Linked DNA regions of Gossypium hirsutum: region 1 is linked to region 2. A link is a contact called in public Hi-C data. All regions are on one chromosome and are shown on one strand. The core of a region is the stretch at or near the end of the contact, and the rest is flanking DNA. Distances in the headings are between cores, read along the strand shown. Region 1 holds the start of LOC107909898 (endoglucanase 8-like). Region 2 has its middle 3.8 kb from the start of LOC107909896.

Region 1 (3,080 bases), core at 346-2,845, 140 kb after region 2:
AGAATTATGTAATGTTTTTAATTATGTAGTGATTCAAAGACTTATGTAATATTTTTAATTATGTAGTGATTCTAAGATTTATGTAATTTTTTTAATTATGTAGTGATTCAATTTGGGTAATTCGGGTAATTCTGGTAATTCGGGTAATTTTTAACCAAAAATGAACAACACATAATTTTCGGTTAATTCGGTTAACCGACCTTATTAACCGAAAAAATTTCGGTTCGATTAATTGTTTTTTTAAAAAAATTCGGTTCGGTTAACGGTTAAAAATTTTGGAAGGTTGGTTAATTCGATTATAGCAATTTCGGGTCAGTTAACCAAATGAACACCCCTAAATACAAGTAATGAACAATTGAAGACTTAAAAGACACATATCCAAACATAAAAGATATGAGAAAATTTTCAAATTCTTTATTTCTCATTTTTCTCTTGTACATAGTCTTACCCTTTTATCATTTTTATTTCATTCTCTTATATCTGTATTGAAATGCCATAATATTAATGAAATTTAACATAATTTAAAAACATCTTTATGTTACAACATCATGCTTAAAATATAAATTTTAGTTTTCAAAACTATTTTTGAGAACAATCTTAAACATTTAAAATAGTGAAATCAAAATTTTTAAAAACACTCTCCATAAACAACGAAGAAATAGCCTTGGGCTATGAACTACACAAAATCTAGGTCTTACGGTACACTATAGTGCAATCAACTATACAACTTCTAAATGCACACCGCCTTGCCAGCAGCTGACAGAAACTCATATGCCCAGTCAACAAACCTCCAAATAAGTCTTTAAATCAGACGCTATACATGCTCATCTCCTTTTTCATCTTTGATGATCTTTTCCATAAGTTGGTCTCACTTAACTTGCTCTCTACGGTCAATCATTAATAAGCGGTGTCCACATGTGCCATCCCTTACATTTTTTGATCTACCTCTCTCACAGTCACACACCGCCCCCACTCATTAAATTTCGAAGGTTTAATATATTTTGCTCTATTTGATTTATTACGTTACTACTTAAAATTATTATTTGTTAGGTCGGTTGACGTGACATTAATAATTAATATGATAATAATATGTGAAAAGTTTAAATATATTTTGATTTAAATATTTTAAATAATTATTTATTTAAATTTATTTTTAATATAAAGAAATATTTTTTATATATTTAAAATGTTTGAATTATTGTTTGCCAAAGATTATCATGTAGTACCATCATATTAGTATAAATTAATAGGCCTAAATTACGGAATTAAAATTAATGTATCAACTAAATAAAAAAATTATACACGAATTACGTAGAAATGCACAAGTGCTAAGGATATTAACCCAACTTCGAATTGAATGTACCGGAATTCAACCCGACCCGAATAATCTGGCAGTCAAGTCAAGAATGGGAATCCCAAATTTCGACCAGTTACAGCTATACATGTGGCGTATCCCCATTGGTACCATCTCTGGAATCGGACGCCACAGTTTTAGTATAAAGAACCACGTTGGTTCTGCTGTTTTCTTAGCAGTGTATAGTATATATCAGCATTAAGCCATTAGCCATCCCAGTCCCCAACCCTTCCCAAAGAAGATGGCGCCAAAACCCCTTACATTTCCGGGAATTTTCTCGGCACTTCTCGCCTTCTCTTTTTCTTTGCTCCTCTTTTGTCATCCGATCATAGGCGGCCACAATTACCACGACGCTCTCCGCAAGAGCATTCTCTTTTTCGAAGGCCAACGATCAGGCAGACTTCCCCCTGACCAACGCGTCAAATGGCGCCGCGACTCTGCATTGCACGACGGCTCCACCGCCGGTGTAATTACTCCTTTTCGACAGCCTACATTTCCCATTTCACCTACGAAAAGTATATAATTTAATCATTAACTGCGTTTGATGTTTCGGTTTCAGGTGGACTTAACGGGAGGTTACTACGACGCCGGAGACAACGTGAAGTTCGGGTTCCCAATGGCATTCACGACGACTTTATTAGCTTGGAGTATCATAGATTTCGGGAGGAACATGGGGCCGGAGTTAAAGAACACCGTTAAAGCAGTGAAATGGTCGACGGATTATCTGTTGAAAGCAACGGAAAAGCCTCGAGTGGTGTACGTACAAGTGGGAGACGCCTATTCTGATCATAGCTGCTGGGAAAGGCCGGAGGACATGGATACTTTACGTACGGTGTACAAAATCGATAATGCGCATCCTGGTTCGGACGTCGCAGGTGAAACCGCCGCCGCATTGGCTGCTGCTTCCATTGTGTTCAGGAAACGAGACCCTGCATACTCCAGGTTGCTCCTCAATCGAGCCATTAGGGTAATTCATTGTCACCACCTCAGTTTCTTCTTAATCTTGTCACCGCACCAAATGGGAAGATATTTTGCATATTTGATTCATAGAATGTTAATGGAAAAATGACAGTCGGGGAAAATGGTGTATTGTACTGTAGGTGTTCAATTTTGCTGACAAGCACCGAGGTGCATATAGTAGCAGCCTGCACTCTGCAGTCTGTCCTTTTTACTGCGATGTCAATGGTTACCAGGTCAGACAGACTCCTTTTTTTTTCTTTTCTCTTACAGTACAATTAAGAGGAACCGTTGCATTATGACATTGAAGTCCACAACTTTGACTGGCTGTAGCTACTGTAATGGTAATGTAGGACGAGTTGCTTTGGGGAGCCGCTTGGCTGCACAAGGCCTCAAGGAAGCGCGTATATAGAGAGTACATAGTGAAAAACGAGGTTGTCTTGAGAGCTGGAGATACCATCAATGAGTTTGGTTGGGATAACAAGCATGCTGGGATTAACGTCCTCATTTCCAAGGTACAAAATTAATTAATCACTGGATTATTTATATATGTTTTATGCTTAATCATTATAATGATACCAATGTTTTATTTTATTTATAAGTTTTATTTGTTTATTTATTTATTTATTTTTCTAGAACGGTGCTTTTATATTCTTCTACACTTTGGTGCCTTTTGTTGGGGTATGTAAGTAGGATAAGGTTCATTTTATAGGACTGAAGAAAATGTGTCTTGGGTGCACGTGGGTGATCCTATGTTTTTTATGGGAGC
Region 2 (3,147 bases), core at 294-2,793:
TGAAAATTAGTCTTCGGATTGGTTATTGCCCACCTTTTTCCTCTCCCATCAATCTTTTCTTTCTTTTTTCTTCTCATTCACTACACGTCTTCTCTCTTTTCAATTTGTAGATCTATTTTATGTGTATCTTTATTGTCTTCACAAGTTGTGATGGACAAATGACGGCGCTTGTCGTTCGTTAAAATTCCACTAGTCACCAGTAGTTTTTCTTGGAAAGTGGGTGACTCTTCGTTAACTTCTTAATTTGTTTCTGTTTTGAGAGTATTTTAGAATAATAAATGATTTCACGTATCAATTTGGACCAGTGTTGTCTTAAGTTTTATGTTTTTTTTTGTTTGTTTTTCTATTGTTTAATAAGTCTTCAGTTTTAAAAGTTTTTGCCTGCTGTCATAACACTTTTTTAGTCTTGTTTATGCATGTAATCTTAGTTTTACAAGTGATTTTAGAGATCATTTTGTTGTCCTCTCTAGTTTGGTGAATGCTCGGTTCATTTGTCAATTTTTTGCTCGTCGCTTTGGACCATATAGAGCTGATTTCCCTATCGTATTAAGTGTTTGCAATCACTCCAGATATGTCATGCTTGAGTTGTGACAAAGCCAATTGTTAACGTATCATAATGTTCTATTGATGCTGAGGCTAAAACCTTTGTTATGTTGATGGAGTTTGTCTTTTGCTATCTACGACGAGTGTTTGCTATTTTTTTCTCTGAATTATATGGTTCCATTTATTGAATGAATTAATGAATTTACCTTTAAAAAAATTAAAGCTTTGAAAATTATGATGTTATATGTTGAAATCCTGTCACATTGATACTTTTATATCGTTTGATATTTAAAATTTAATCTCTTTACTTTAATTTGAGACACTAAACCCTGCACTTTATTATTTAAAAATCTTTCCTTTCATCCGATTTGCAATTATAAAAAATAAAATTGGATGAACTTTTATATTTCTATAATTTTTTGAATTATTTGAATGAATCTTTAATGGAATGAAAATTCTTAAAATTCTTAAGATTTTTATTGAAAATTTAAAATTTTGTAATTTTTATGCATTTTTGAAAAAGTAAGAGCCAAATTTAAAAAAATTATAAATGTTGAGGGTTAAAAAGTTATTTTACCTTTTGTATAATTGTAAAATTGAATGGAAAATCAAGAATTTTAAATCAAAATTTAATGTTCCAAAATTAAAGTATAGGAACTAAAATTTTAAGATTAAAAAGGTAGAACAACTTTTCACATATTTGAACTAAACTTAAATAATAAAATAAAAATTTAAAAAAATTAATGTATTGATACAAGTACATATGCAATTTTTTTAAAAGTTAGAGGGCCTTGGAGAATCTGAAAGGAAATTAGAGGGTGAAATTTTATGGCATGTAAACTCTGATGATTGATTTGCTAACTTACCCATAGGATAGCACATATTTTAAATTTTGTTTTTTGAGTTTTCCCATTGTTTCAGTGAATAGATCTAAGTCACGAGTCATTCTCCAACATCGGTGTAGGATTTGACGTCAATTTTATGAAAGTGCAATTGTAATAAGCCCCACGGCCCATCAACTTTCCCTTTTTTATTGTTTGTAATTATTGAGTGGATTTTCACATCCTCCTGACAATGACACCTGGAATTGTACACTAAATATACCCATTACATCTACTCTACTTTTCCATTTCAAAAGCAAAAAGGGTTTTCATTTTCTTTTCCTTTTTCATATATTTAATTTGTTGACATGAAGGCCTACCAAAATATACACCCATTTGCACCAAGTACAAAGGAAAACAAACAAAAATCCAGCACAAAGGGTTTTAACTTTTAAGGGTAAATTACATTATTAGTCACTAAATTATAGGTAAGTTTTTGTTTTAGTCACTTAACTAACAGAAGTTACAATTTGGTCGCAGAACAATTTAAAAGTTTTTATTTAAGTTAAAGTCGATGTTTTATGCCTTTCTCTATTCACACTGCCTGCACTAATGGAAAACTCTCTTTCTCCTTCTCTTTTACAATTCAAGTTTTTTTTTCATGAGACAAGTTTAGATGTCACAAATCTGCAAACTAAAATTCAAACAGCTTTTTTCTCCAATGTCTGACACTAATTGTCAGATCGATTTGGATATAAGGCGTGTTCTTCTACTCATCGATGGGTATTGATCCACCATACCAATCATTGAATCATCGTTTGGAACTCGCTGGTGGAACTTTTAAAAAAAATTAATAGCCCAATAACTTAAATAAAAAATTTTAAATAGTTCAGTGACTTAAATGAAAACTTTCAAATAGTTTAATGACCAAATTGTAACTTTTATTAATTAAATGACCAAAGCAAAAATTTACTATTAATTTAGTGACTAATAATGTAGTTAGGTTAATTATGGTACTAATTTTTTCCTACCATAAGAAATTAATTGTCTCGCAAAATGCTTAAGATATCAAGAAAAACAAATTCATTAATTTTTTAAAGGGAAATTCATTACTTCATTCCATGAACGAGACTATACAACTCAAGGAGAAAAAACAACAAACACCCATTGTAGACGATGAAGGACAAGCTTCATCAACACAATAAAGGCTTCAACCTCAACATCAAATGAACATTATGGCACGTTGACAATTGGTTTTATCACAACTCAAGCAAGACATATTTGGAGTAATTGCAAGCACTTAATACAATAAGGAATTCAACCTCGGATGGTCCAAAGCGACGGTAAAAAATCAGTAAAAGAACAGAGCATCCACAAAACTGGAGAGAACGACCACAAAACCATCCCTAAAATCACTTACAAAAGCAAAACTACATGCATAAGCAAGACTAAAAAGCGTGCTACAAGCGCACACAAAAACTTCTAAAAATGAAGACTTATTAAACAATGGAAAATAAAAAATATATATATAAAACTTAAGACAATACGTCCAAACCTATTCGTGAAATCATTTATTATTCTGAAATACTTTCAAAACAAAAACAAATTAAGAAGTCGATGGAACAACGACCCAAATTCCAAGAGAAATTGTTGTTGGTCGGTGGAATTTTAGCAACGACATGCACCATCATCTGTCCATCACAACTTGTAAAGACAGTAAAAATACCCACAAAATATATTTATAAACTGAAAAGAGAGAAAACACATAGAGTGAATAAGGAGA

Evidence for each region. Hi-C and Micro-C count contacts between places; a contact is called where the count stands out from the background.
Region 1: a contact with region 2 is called in a Hi-C map of leaf, with 2.6 times the contacts expected there. The contact joins the promoter of LOC107909898 here to the enhancer-like site in region 2. A contact is called at or near these places in 5 of 34 Hi-C or Micro-C datasets (callus and leaf).

What each region holds. Positions count from the first base shown.
Region 1 is chrD02:53,803,417-53,806,496 of Gossypium_hirsutum_v2.1, forward strand. It overlaps LOC107909898 (endoglucanase 8-like), which reads left to right and starts at 1,596. Exons shown (of 7, transcript NM_001327026.1): 1 at 1,596-1,820; 2 at 1,914-2,321; 3 at 2,455-2,547; 4 at 2,665-2,826. The coding sequence starts at 1,596. It overlaps LOC107908285 (a long non-coding RNA gene), which reads left to right. Exons shown (of 3, transcript XR_001686954.2): 3 at 1-6.
Region 2 is chrD02:53,664,883-53,668,029 of Gossypium_hirsutum_v2.1, forward strand. No RefSeq gene overlaps it. Among protein-coding and RNA genes, the nearest start is that of LOC107909896, 3.8 kb to the right of the region's middle. Within about 2 kb of position 1,544, at least 2 of the 9 cell types and tissues checked have an H3K27ac peak or open chromatin away from gene starts, as enhancers often do. A contact at or near this core is called in leaf, where this site is marked.